Regions from separate parts of the Sus scrofa genome. Here region 2 is linked to region 1. The links are chromatin contacts, called in public Hi-C maps. All regions are on one chromosome and are shown on one strand. Each heading gives the region's core, a stretch centred on a gene start, on an enhancer-like site or on the middle of the called end of the contact. The rest is flanking DNA. Distances are from core to core; before and after follow the strand shown.

The links. Hi-C and Micro-C count contacts between places; a contact is called where the count stands out from the background.
Region 2: a contact with region 1 is called in a Hi-C map of retroperitoneal adipose tissue, with 2.0 times the contacts expected there. The contact joins two enhancer-like sites. A contact is called at or near these places in 4 of 47 Hi-C or Micro-C datasets (embryonic fibroblasts, liver, mesenteric adipose tissue and 1 more).

Annotation. Positions count from the first base shown.
Region 1 is chr7:3,096,558-3,102,982 of Sscrofa11.1, reverse strand. All of the region lies in intron 2 of LYRM4 (LYR motif-containing protein 4), which reads left to right. Among named protein-coding and RNA genes, the nearest start is that of PPP1R3G, 51 kb to the right of the region's middle. Within about 2 kb of position 2,647, at least 4 of the 83 cell types and tissues checked have an H3K27ac peak or open chromatin away from gene starts, as enhancers often do. A contact at or near this core is called in retroperitoneal adipose tissue, where this site is marked.
Region 2 is chr7:3,577,691-3,584,478 of Sscrofa11.1, reverse strand. No RefSeq gene overlaps it. Among named protein-coding and RNA genes, the nearest start is that of NRN1, 110 kb to the left of the region's middle. Within about 2 kb of position 2,793, at least 31 of the 83 cell types and tissues checked have an H3K27ac peak or open chromatin away from gene starts, as enhancers often do. A contact at or near this core is called in retroperitoneal adipose tissue, where this site is marked.

The DNA of each region.
Region 1 (6,425 bases), core at 1,398-3,897:
GCGGAGGCGGGCACCTGCGCAGGGAGAACGTGTCTTTGTTCAGGCAGGCAGGTGACAGCATCACGTGTCGGCGCTGGAGGGGCCGCAGGTGGAGGCGTCGTGTGCACGTCCCGGGCCTGATCCAGGCAAGACGTCACCTTAGGGCAGGGAGGGAGGGACAGCGGGAATGGGAAAGGGCTGGACTCAGGCTAATGTAATGGGGGCTCGGGGAGAAATCCGGGCTGGCAGAAGGCACACGAGAGCGTGTGCAGCGTCCACACTGCTCGCCTTCCCGACCCTTGACGCCGATTCAGATCCGTGTGCACCAGGGAGGAGGGGGCGAAGCGCGTATTCCGTCTCCTCGTGGCAGCCGCTTTCCTGTGAGAGTTTCCCCCTCATAATGGCCAGCGTCGTTCAGCTTTCTCTTTAGAAGAAGCTGCTTTGGCCTCGTGGGCAGGGAGGGGGCTTAGCTGCCGTGGGGGAGCCTTGACCATCAGGGCGCCGAGGCCGTGGACCGACTGGGCTTCAGGCTGGCCCAGCGCACGGGGGCATGGGAAACAGCACGTTCCTCCATCTCTCTGAGCCTCATCTTCCTCTCCTGCACAGTGAGAATAATACTGTCTCCACTTAGCGCAGTGGGATCCCTCCCTTTGCCGCAGTAGAGACACAGGAGAGGTGGACTGAGAGGGGCGGGAAGGGTTTGCCCCAGACCGCAGCGAAGGTGCCGCAGGTGCCACGCCGGTGACCACAGCCAGAGCCCGGCGCTCTGATGGGTGCGGAAGTGGCAGGTGCCGCTGACCGCGGGGTCGGCCTCGCCCACGCCCTTTCTCGGCTGGGCGCTGCCTGCCTGGGCCGGCCCGGCCTCCTTCCTGCCGCCCATCCTGGCATCTCAGGCCTCAGAGGCGTCTGGCACCCTGGACTGCATGACCCCGAAAGCGGCGCTGGCAGAGGCTCAACCAGGGTCGGCCCAGACCTCGGAGCAAGCCCCCCACCCGCGGCTCCATGGCCTTGGCTCAGGGGCCCCTGGGGTCTCTGGGAAAGGCAGGAAGAAACCATAGCTCAGTACCCAGTGTGAGAATTTCTTCCTTACCTACGTGCCACCTTTTTTACGGAGAAGCCGGCGTCCTCCCTGCCGGAGCCGAGGCGGGCCCCTCCCAGCCCTGGGCCCTGCTGGGCAGCCTGAGGTCGGGGAGATGCGGGCCAGGCGGGCGCAGGGAGGACAGGTTTGCCTCCAGGAGAAGCTGGCAGGCGGCGCCTTCCCCAGCACACACCTGGTAGCCAGCCGGCGGTGCGGCCATGCCAGAGCTCTCCCCCTTCTCTAAGCAGTGGTTTCTGGGGCACAGAGCGGCTGTTCTGGGAGGAAAGCAATTTGATGTGAGGGCCTCCCTGGAGCCTACGGAGTCAGGACTCAGAAGCTTGGAATTGGAGCTCGGCTGCTGGTGGAAGATACACTGTGAATGTTTTATTCAGTAATATGCATACATAACACTGAGCGGAATCCAAACACATAAATGACTTAGACAATAGCCGTTGCAAGCTACCTTCCAGCATTTCAGAGCCGCCGCCAGAATTGCTCACAAAGTCCTCTGCCGCCACCTGCTGGTGGAAGGTCGTCTTACGCCCTTGAACCTTAGACTTGGGGCTTCAGTCTCAGCCTCTTGTCTCCTTGGTGGGTAGGGTTTGCCCCACAGAACTGAGATGCCTGCTGTGTTTGAGGCTTGCCACAAGGGCTCTAGCACCTTTCGGACGCGACGGATGGACATGACAAAGCCACTTTCTTCACCTTTAATTTTATAACGTGGTTGATTTGGTGTTGTGTTAATTTCTTTTTTTTTTTTTTTTTTTTGTCTTTTTGCCTTTTCTTGAGCCGCTCCCACAGCACAGGGAGGTTCCCAGGCTAGTTGTCTAATGGGAGCTGTAGCCACCGGCCTCTGCCAGAATCACAGCAACACGGGATCCAAGCCGAATCTGCGACCTACACCACAGCTCACAGCAACGCCGGATCCTTAACCCACTGAGCAAGGCCAGGGAACAAACCCGCAAACCTCATGGTTCCTAGTCGGATTCGTTAACCACTGAGCCACGACAGGAACTCCGGTGTTGTGTTAATTTCTTCCGTCTTTCTTCACCTGGCTTTTAACCAGGTCTCTGTGAGGGCCCACCTGCATCTCCAGGCCAAGGACTCAGTGCTTGGTCGTCTAGTGGTCTGGTGGTTCGGACTCACCGCTGCGGCCCAGGTTCAGTCCCTGGTCTGGGGACTGAGATTCCACATCAAGCTGCTAAATATGCAGCCAAAAAAAAAAAGTGAGGATTCTCCAGAGGACAGACCGTTGTGGGGTTCACTCCCAGCTGGAGGCCCTAGGGAGTGGGGGATGTGGTTCAGTCCTGGCGGAGGTGAGAGACGGGGCCAGCAAGGTAACCCCAGTCCAGGGACAGGAGAGGGTGAGACGTCCCAGCCCCGCAGTGGGGGAGGGCGGCCTGGTCCTACCCCACCCTTCTCTTCTGGCTTCAGGCCCTCCACACGTGGGGGCATCCTGTGACCCAGTTTCTGTCTCCTCTGCAGACCCCACCATTGACACACCAGAAACAGGGCTTGTTCTGGGCCTCCCTCCACCCCCTTGAATGGACACTACAGTTAACCCCCATCGCAGGGCAGGGACCCTGGCAGATCAGACTGCGGCCTGTCAGCTGAGATCGCATACTTTACTGCTGGGGCAACATCGCACGTTTAATAGGAACTGTGGAACGTGCCACCCTGGGCCACAGCACCCCCACCTCCTCACCTCCGCTGTTCCCACCAGGCCTCTGCCGCCGACACTGCCATCTTTTTGTTAACTCCACAGATGTAACAAATGTGCAGTTACTTTTTATAGACACGAAAACTCCAGATTTTAAAAATGTAAGTTCAGGGGAGTTCCTGTCGTGGCTCAGCAATAACAAAACGCGACTAGAATCCATGAGGATGCAGGTTCGATCCCTGGCCTCGCTTAGTGGGTTAAGAATCTGGCGTTGCCATGAGCTGTGGTGTAGGTCACAGACGAAGCTTGGATCCCGAGTTGTCGTGGCTGTGGTGTAGGCTGGCAGCTGTAGTTTCAGCTCAACCCCTAGCCTGGGAACTTCCATATGCCACAGGTGTGGCCCTAAAAAGAGATAGATAGATAGATAGATTCAGGAGTTCCCTGGTGGCACAGCAAGTTAAGGATCTGGCATTGTCACGTCTATGGCATGGGTTCAATCCTGACCCAGGAACTTCCACAGGCACAGCCAAAAAGAAAAGGGAAAAAAATGTGAACGTTCAAAATAAAACTCTAGTAAGATGCACATAAAATTTTCCCTTCCTAAGTATTTTTAAGTACACTGTTGGATTTGGGGTGGGGGGCAGCACCCGAGGCATATGGAAGTTCCCAGGCTAGGGGTTGCATTGGAGCTACAGCTGCCGGCCTACACCACAGCCACAGCAACACTGAATCCTTAATCCACTTAGTGAGGCCAGGGATCAAACCTGCATCCTCGTGGATACTAGTCAGAGTCATTTCCGCTGCACCACAACTGGAACGCCACGTATTAGATTTTTAACAGGCTCTTATTGATTAAGAACCTAAGAAATGCAAGGAAGCGCCAGGCCTCACAGGCTCACAGGTGCAAAGCCAGTTGAAGCACCAGGTGACATTCATAAACTTTCTTTGGGCTGCAGAGAAGGGCCTCGGCCGCAGACGGGAGTACCTGTCAGGCTGAAACACTTCCGCTCCGTGAAACGCTTAGCGGTCCCCAGCGTGACCGGACCTGCACGTGGCCCCCTGCAAGGCTAACCCTGTGTGTAGATGCCCTCACGGTGTGCGCACCGATTCCCCTGCCTCCAAAAACGTGTCAAATCTTAAACTTCGTTTTTTTGGGTTTGTTTTTTTTTTTTGTCTTTTTGTCTTTTGTTGTTGTTGTTGTTGCTATTTCTTGGGCCGCTCCCGCGGCATATGGAGGTTCCCAGGCTAGGGGTTGAATCAGAGCTGTAGCCACCGGCCTACGCCAGAGCCACAGCAACTTGGGATCCGAGCCGAGTCTGCAACCTACACCACAGCTTACGGCAACGCCGGATCGTTAACCCACTGAGCAAGGGCAGGGACCGAACCCGCAACCTCATGGTTCCTAGTCGGACTCGTTAACCACTGCGCCACGACGGGAACTCCTAAACTTCGTTTTTTTTAAAATAGCTTGCGTAGTATTAAGCACAATTAAATCAAAAGCGTCAAAGATCAGCAAAGAGCTACTGATTTAAAACCAAACGTACTCCCCAGGTCCCTAACCCCAGCTTAGCTTCTGTAAATACAGTGTGACCAGTGTCGTGAGTTGAAGCTGATGTTCTGGTGCCTACCTTTGAAGTGCGGTATTGATTGTTGGTCTAGTTAGGATGCATTAGCCGTGTGGCTAGCGTTGCCGTGATGGGCTGGCTTGAACTTTGATTCTGGGCTCGTAGCCCAGATGAGTCACAGCTCCGAGCTCAGCAGCTCCTGTCCTTTGGAACAGGCTGCTTCCCTGGGCCCCCACCCCCACAGCAGAGACTTTAATGCCGCTTTGCTAAGGATGCTGACGCGATGGCGCTGAGTTATGTGCATAACGTGCTCGGCCTAAGTGCCGGGAACTTGGTAGGTGCTCAGTGAACACTCATATTCCTCCTCCTCTGGGATTAACTTCTTGATCTACAGCAACCACTTGGAGGTCCTTCTCTGATTTTAAAAAGACTGGGAGTTCTCGTCGAGGCTCAATGGTTAACAGACCCAACTAGCATCCACAAGGCCACGGGTTCAGTCCCTGGCCTTGCTCAGTGGGTTAAGGATCCAGCGTTGCTGTGAGCTGTGGTGTAGGTTACACAGAAGTCTCGGATCCTGCATTGCTTGGCTGTGGTGTAGGCTGGCGGCTTCAGCTCTGATTCGACCCCTAGCCTGGGAACCTCCACTTTCCGAGGGTGCGGCCCTAAAGAGACCAAAAAACACGAACCGTTTACTTCTTTAAGGCTTTCACATATTAGTATGATTGTGGAGAGCAGAATTCTGTGTCTACAGGAAAAGCCCATTTTTCCCTCTGACTTTTCTTAAAGATCTCTAGCACTTGCTTCGACTTAAAATCCAAAATACCTCTTCCTTTGTGCCATAGCCCTAACACTCTTGCACTTTTTGCTCCCAGTCTTAAGTCCAAAACCATATCGGACACCAGGTTTGTTTTCTGTTGCATCTTTATGTTTTCTTGAGTTTTCAGCTGGAAATATATTCTTACGTAATCCTTAAGTACTGCTCAAATGTCATAGTACATACGGCTTTCGTAACCTGCTCTAGAAATTACTCATTGTTCTTAACTGGTTACCGATTCAAAATCCTCTAACTAAGGAAAACCACTTAATATCACTTTTTTCTATGCGTGAACTTTGACAGAAATGTTTTCTTTTTTGTCTTCATGAAATTTACTTCCTAATACCCTCTCAGAGCCCGTATCTACCATGAGTCTTTTTTGGAATTCTTGTTCAACTCCTGGAAGACAGCACCACCTCTTTCTGGGGGCCCCTACAGCCCCCAGTACATTTTGAGGCAAGGCAGCAGTGGGATTGCAGCAGCTGGGTGAGTCACAGCTGCGGGGGTCAGTGTGGGACAGACAGCCTGGCTTTCTCTGCCGCTCACCTGAACTCAGAGCCGCTCGTGTAGGCTGGTGCTGGGAGAGGCAGACCAGAAACGGGGCTTTGCCGAACTAGGAGGGGTGCTCCACCTCCCTCAAAAACGTGTCCTGCTGCAGATGATTCCGCTGGTGGTGCCCAGGCAGCTTTTGCAAGGACAGAGCCTGTCAACTCTTCCTCTACTTTGAGCCTGGACAGGAGGTATCGAGAAGAGAGCAGTGATTCTTTTTGGGGAGCAGGTCCACAGAAAAAGTAAGCAGTTTTAATTAACCAGAGTAACAGTACATTAGGTGCAGAATATGAAAATGTCCACCAGCCAGGGGAAGTGATTTGAAATACAAGTAGAGATACAGACAGGTAGCAAAGTCAATATTTAAAGGACTCTAGAGTTCTCAGAAGAGGGAACTCGAAGAGATGCTCAGTATCAACACAGTGAGATTACAAACTGCAGACTTTGCTGGCCTTTTAAAGCGCTCACTGAGTGGAGCCAGCGCCAGGCGTTTGGCTTCCGATGGTCTGGCGTTCTCCGGACAGAGCCTGGAAGCAGCCGTTCTGTATCAGGCTTAAGCAGCAGCGGTACAATCCAAGAATTCCACCCCAGACACAGAGCCGGGAGGAGTGGACGCATGCATCCGCGCAAAAGGGTGACCGGTGTGCTCGCAGCAGCACTGTTCACACTACCAGGAGGTGGAAACGACCCAGTGTCCGTCCCGTGATGGGTGGACAGACAGAACATGATGTGTCCGTGCCGTAGAGGAATGAAGTTCTAGAACCTGCCACAGCGTCGGGG
Region 2 (6,788 bases), core at 1,544-4,043, 480 kb before region 1:
GTGGCATTCTTCCTCACTGTCCACCAGCCATCTACCTCGGGTCAGCTCTGCTATGGGGTACCCATGCCTGTCCCCACTTGGAAAACCAGCATGAAATGAGCTGGAGGAAAAAGCTTATGTTTCAAGAGGAAGCTTTGTAGCTGGGAAGGTTTGAGGCTGAATCTCCTCATGCTCAGATTTACCTCCCTGCTGAAATTTGTAGGTTCTTGTGCGATGTATGTCTAAGAAAACCCATTATTCAAGATTCCTAAGTGGAGAGTCAAACACTTTTCTTTTTTTTTTTTTTGTCTTTTGGTCTTTTTAGGGCCACACCTACGGCATATGGAGGTTCCCAGGCTAGGGTCAAATCGGAGCTGCAGCCGCCAGCCTACCCCACAGCCCCAGGAACTCAGGATCTGAGCCAAGTCTGTGACTTACACCACAGCTCACAGCAATGCCAGATCCTTAACCCACTGAGCGAGGCCAGGGATTGCACCTGCAACCTCATGGTTCCTAGTTGGATTCATTTCCGCTGCGCCATGACAGGAACTCCTAGAGTCAAACACTATTCATACCACAATAGCATGCTCCCATTTTCAAAGGAATTGTCTTCTTAGCACTCCTACAAACCAATAAGAATTAAACAGGTAACCAAACAGAAAAATGAACAAAATGTTTGATCAAGCATTTTCTTTAAAAGCTTATCTAAATGGCCGATGACATAGAAAAGTTTGCTCAGGAGTTTCCCTTGTGGCTCAGTGGTAATGAACCTGACTCATATCCATGAGGTTGCTGGTTCAGTCCCTGGCCTCGATCAGTGGGTTAAGGATCCAGCATTGCCTTGAGCTGTGGTGTAGATCGCAGACACGGCTCGGATACTGCATTGCTGTGGCTGCGGCATAGGCCGGCAGGTGCAGCTCCGCTTTGACCCCTAGCCTGGGAACCTCCATATGCTGCACACTCAGCTGTAAAGCAAAAAAAAAAATTTTTTTTAATTTAAAAGAATAAAGATTAAAAACAAAAAAAGAAAAGTATGCTCACTTTGATGAGTCGGCATGCAAATACAAATTAAAGCCATAACCTAACCAATAGACACCCACCAGCATGACTAAAATGAAAAAGCACAGAATACAGTAACTGTTGACAAAGGGACAGAACACTCCTACCCCTGCTAATGGGGGGGGTGGAATAACTGATACAGAAATCTATTTGACAGTATATTTTTTTTTGGCTGTGCCCACGACATGCAGAAGTTCCCAGGCCAGGGACTGAACCTGAGCCACAGCAGTGACAACGCCGGATCCTTAATCCACTGAGCCATCAGAGGACTCCTGTTTGACAATGTTTGTAGAACTGAACATATGCATAACATCTGACTTGAAGACTCCCCCCAACAGAAATGGGCGAATGTATGTATAAATATATACACACACACACCTCCCAACAGGCCTGTGTTAGGATACACCTATTTCTTGCAGAATAAATCTGGTCATTATACACATGCCAATCAGTGGCTGAATGGATCTAACCGGTGATATATTCGATGATGGAATATTCCACAGCAATGGAATGGACTCACGACTATACCCAACACCACGGATGAAATTTACAAACACAAGGTTAAGCCAAAGAAGACAGACACAAAAGAGTATAAACGATATGAATCCTCTAAATAAGGTAAAACCTGGAAAACTAACCCATGTTCTTCCACATCAAGAGAGTGGTTGTCCTCGGTGGGTACGTGACCAGAGAGGCCACAGGGAGGGGGCTTCACAGGTGTGTTCAGCATGTGATCTACATACTTTGCAGTGGGTTATGCTTGAATAAAACCTTTTTGGCAGCATGATTCAATTTATGAAACTTCCACACCACATGGACATGTCTAGAAACATATCTGCCCTCCAGCGTGAAAGGCACCTGCCACGTCCACTTGGTTTGAGTGCCCCCCCGCCAGCTTGACACCTTCACACTCCTTCTAGGGACCGAGTGAGGATTTAGGGAGTGCTTCTACACGGGGCCACTGGGTTTCTGGTACTTACCTCTCACGGCTCCATGACCGTGTCCTCCAGCTGGGTCTAACCTTTTCCCTTCGCTCCACCCCGTGTCTTCTCAACGCCCAGGGGACCAGGCTTATCAGAGGACACAGTGCTGGGCTGCAAAGGATTCCTTCTTCCTCTAACTCGGTCATGGAACAAGCTTTGAGACCGGGGGTCTGTCCTCCAGGCAGCGAGCGTTTGCTATGTGCCAGTATCAGCCCCCTTCATGTCTACATACTCCCTGATCTATGCCCATTTTACAGGGGAGGGCACAAACCATCCCCCCAAAGGCTGCATCCTTGGGGAGTGATGAGCTGGCCTCAGGATCCAGCTGGTCTCCGTCACCACCCTCCCACCTGCTGGTTCCTACAGCAGCCTGAATGGCTGCCTTCCTTCTGCAAGTAAGGACCTGGGCTGACCTGCCGTCGCTGACCCACCACTGGTGGGGAGTTTGGCTGAAACCTCCATCCAAGGGCTTGAGGACAATCTCTCAGGACACATCCGCTTGAGGCCCCCGGCTCTCCCCAGATCTCGGCGGGGCCCGAGAGAGGGTGGCCAGACTCTGAACCTGCCGGTGCTCTCTCTGCAGGAGAGAGGAAGCCCCAGAGTTTTGCCAGCCTCTCTGCGGCAGGTGGAGCGTGGGAGCTGCTCCTGATCCGGCCCCCGGGGAGCGTCTGCTCCGGGTGCACGTCCTCCAGCTGCTGTCAGGCTGCCCCTTCACAGACAATGGCCAGCCGCCCAGATTCCCTCCATGCAGCCTGACTGCCCGCTTCTCATCACAGCCGGCTGCTGAGACCGCCCCACCGTTGCCGCTCGCCGGCTCCCGGCTGCAGACAGGAAGCCGCTCTGTTACACGCTGGGGAAGGCACCTCGGTGATGCGGTCGAAGCTGAGCTTCAGGAAACCAGCTGCTGGCCCTGGGCTCAGCCCACAGCCTTTTCTTGAGTAGGAATTTCCACCAGGCTTGCTTGTCCGGACCCTTGTCCTGACCTCCGCTCAGTTTCCCAATGTTGTCATGGCAACAGTAAAGCAGCCTGTAAACTGGCACATCCTGGGAGAGCGTGGACAGCATGATCTCTGTCCCCAGGGTCCCCAGGCTCCAACTTTGGCCAGCTTCCTGTGACCATTCTCTGCACTTCATGACTGCCTCACCCTCGGAAGAAAAAAACCCTGCTGCAGGATCCCAGCAGGAGTCACAGAGGTTCAGAGCAGATGGCCAGAGCCTTAGGAACCATCTGCTGTTCGTTTTACCAATGACCAAACAAGCCCAGAGAAGCTCAGCGTCTTGCCCAAGGTGACACAGCCATGCAGGTGTGAAGAGAGTGCATTAACCACACACAGTTGCCAGGCTGCTTTGTCTGAATTGAGGGGACTCTGCTAGCCCCGTGTGGGTTCAGATGGAGTGTCTGCAGCTGCTCTCTTTCCATCAGGAGGCTAGAGAGATTTGCGAGGGACCCAGCAGTGATGGGGGTTCTCAAGCAGAGCAGGTGCCAGGGCCCAAGATGCAGGCAGAAACCGGGCCTCTGATAGGGCCACGGGAGGGAGCAGTGAGGGCAGCGCTTTTAGAGCCGTGTCCCACAGAGCTGCCCCCACGCCGGCAGCCAGCCGGCTGCCCTCGGAACCAGGCTGTCACGGTTCTTCTCTGGAGGGGCAGAAAACCCAGGCTCCCCAGCAACGCTGACACCCAGGGCAGCTCCACGCAGGGAGCGCCTGCATCACATGAAACCGAAAATCCACCTCCCTCCCGGAGGCTCAGCAGGCAGAACAACCCAGGCAGCAAAGGCGGGTGCAAGGCCACCGTGCAGCCTCTGTGGTCACTTCCCCCTGCAAGGTGACTAGGTGGGGGGTCGACCGATATCTACAGTGACAACGGTGGATGGTGACTCTCATGGTTTGCCCGCTCAGATACCATCCCAGTGCAGACACTCCCGTGCCCGGCCAGGCCCTCACCTCTCAGGCCTCTGTTTCCACCCTTGAAGCCCCAGGTCCTTTTCATCAAGAGCAGCCATGACTAGCACAGGATCCTGTTCCTATTTTTAAGGTTCTTGTCCTGTTACCTCCCTGCTCTAAATCCGGTAGAACAGCCCGAGCCCCTCCTCACGGCCTGTCCTCTGATCCCCAGTGTCCTGGGTGGCCGTGATGCCGGCCTCCCGCCTCGTCAGAGGACTGAGGGGATGCAGTGTAGGGAGTGCTCGGCCCAAGGCCTGCCGGGCAGACGGAACAAACGCTCTCTCCCGTCACCCTCCCTGGAGGCAGGCGGAGCAGGTCCAACATCAAATGACAGACGCAGGGATGCCAGCTCACGATGCCCTCCCCAGGACCAACCCCAGCTCCAGGGCCTCCAGCAGAGTCCCCCCCCACCCAGCACTGTGCCCAGCACCCAGGATGTGCTCAAAAATCGTAGCTGTGGCTGTTACCATGGGGCCCTGACCTCAGTGAGGAAACAGACTGGGACGTGGCCCCAAAGCCCGTGAGAGGCCACATCCCAGTCCAGGGCCTCCTGGCCGAGGCTCAGACGGCGGGGGTCTGATGGCCGAGCTCAACGTGAGCGCAGACCCCTCCGCGTGTCCGTTTCTCAGCTCTGCGTCACCCCTGGGTGGCAGGGAGATGGGCGGGGGCCGCCCTGACCAGCGTCCCCGTCCCCCTGAGCACTTGATGCTCAGGCGCTTGACAGACCTGAGGCTGCTCCACCAGCCGGCGTCCCCCACCCTCCCCGCGCTCAGCCATTCCAGCAAGCAGTGCTCACTTCAGGTTTTTAATGTTTCCTCCCCATTTTTTTGACTCCCCCTGAGAGGAAAATGTTCTAACAAAGATGTGGTGCTGGAATGAGGTGTTAATTTCAATAGTCACTTAAAAGCAATTGCTGGGGAAATCTCTCATTTCCCATTAAGGGCTGTAGAGCTGGAACCCAGGGTGGTTCTGCCTCCCTCCTCCCCCAGGCTCCTCCCAGCTCTAACCCTCCTCCCCCAGCCAGCCCCATCCCCCAGCTCTAAGCTCCTCTCCCACCCCAGCCAGGCCCCACCCCCAGCTCTAACCAACCCCCCCAACCAGGCCCCACCCCCAGCTCTAACGTCCCCTCCCCCAGCCAGGCCCCACCCCCAGCTCTAACCCCTCTCCTCTCTCAGCATCACAGTGTAACCTGCAGTTTCTAACTTCCTGTCCTAAAAGTGGCCCCTGGTAGGTGAACGATTATGTTTGGCTAATAAGCAGGAACCACCAGAGCTGCAGGGGACAGAGGAAGGGCTGAGGCCCAGAGATTCCATCACAGCCCAAAGGTCACACATCGATTCGCACTGTTGGGAAGACACCAAGGCCTTGGGAGGTTAAGTCTCACACGGCTGGCAAGCAGCCGAGAGCGGAAGAAAATCTGCATGGAAGAGCACCTACTGTATGCCAAGGGCTGCACGTATTTCTACCTCCTGCTGTCGCGTGATCTGCCTGGTGGTCTTAGGAGACACTGGCGTTGCACTGACCTCCCGTAACTACCCTGTAAAGAAGGTCTGGTTACTCTACAGACAAGAAGACGAGGTCTGCCAGGAGCATTTCATTGGAAACGAGGAGAGGCCCTCTCTGCTTCTAGGGCTGTGTGGACAACCCCGATTCCCACCCGAGGACGACGTGGAGGTGGCCCTGCAGCCGCCCCACTTACCCTCCCCACCCGCATTCCCCTGTCGCCCCAAATCCCACAGTCGGTCAGAGGAAGGCGTCAATTTGGAAAGGACCTTCCCTCAGGACTTTGTGGGACTGGTGGCATCCAAAGGCGGGTGTCTTGAAGTTCCCGTGAGGTTGCAGGTTCGATCCCAGGCCTTGCTCAGTGACTTAAGGATCTGGCATGGCTGTGAGCTGTGGTGTAGGTGGCAGACGCGGCTCAGATCCCGCGTTGCTGTGGCTCTGGTGTAGGCCAGCAGCTAGAGCTCCGATTGGGCCCCTAGCCTGGGAACATCCATGTGCTGTGGGTGTGACCCTAAAAATATAAATAAAAACGGGTCTCTCCACACTCCCCTCCCCATGCTCTCCCTCTGCCCCCAGCCATGCCTCCAGGAGGCCTGGATGCCCTCGGGGGCAGGCAATAGCTGCAGACCCCATATCCCATCTCTGGTGGCGAAGGCCCTCTGCGCACTCCAGGGCTGCTTGAAGCAATGTTCCTTTTATAGAAACGCACGGAGCTGTTGGGAAGATGGGCGGTGAGTGGCGCCTGGAAGATGCTGGGAACCAACCAACCGCAGAGGCGGGCAGAGGCCCCGGGGGGCCTGGTCTGTCTCCACAGCATTAGGCTCCGTCCTTTCACTCGCTTCCAAAATTGGCAAGAGAACTTCAGGCGCGCTTCCCCGTGTGATTTACATGCGCTGTAAACGTGCACCTGCGCTAGTGAAAGCATCACAGAGCAGACACGAAGGTCAGCCGTCGAAGGGGTTAATACGCAGCCCTAACCAGATTTTTGATGTCTTCTCCCTGCAGCCCAGCCTGACAGGTCCTGGGGGGGCTCCTCTGGGCTGGCGGGCACAGCTTTTGGACCTTGATGGGGAGCCCTCCGGGGTAGGGGTGGGGGGCTGGCACCAGGCTGGGGCAGGAGGCCGTCAAGTGAGGGGTTTGGAAGCACAGACTTTGGAGTCAGATGGAAGCGGATCACAAGCCCAGCTCCGCCTCCGAGGAGCCATGTGGCCTAGGAAGAGCCGAAAATGAGGGAGACAGGCCAGCCCCCCACGCAGGGCTGCTGAGGTGACGAGCACAGGACGTGGTCAGCGCGAGGTGGTCAAGGAGGCGTGTAAGTGGC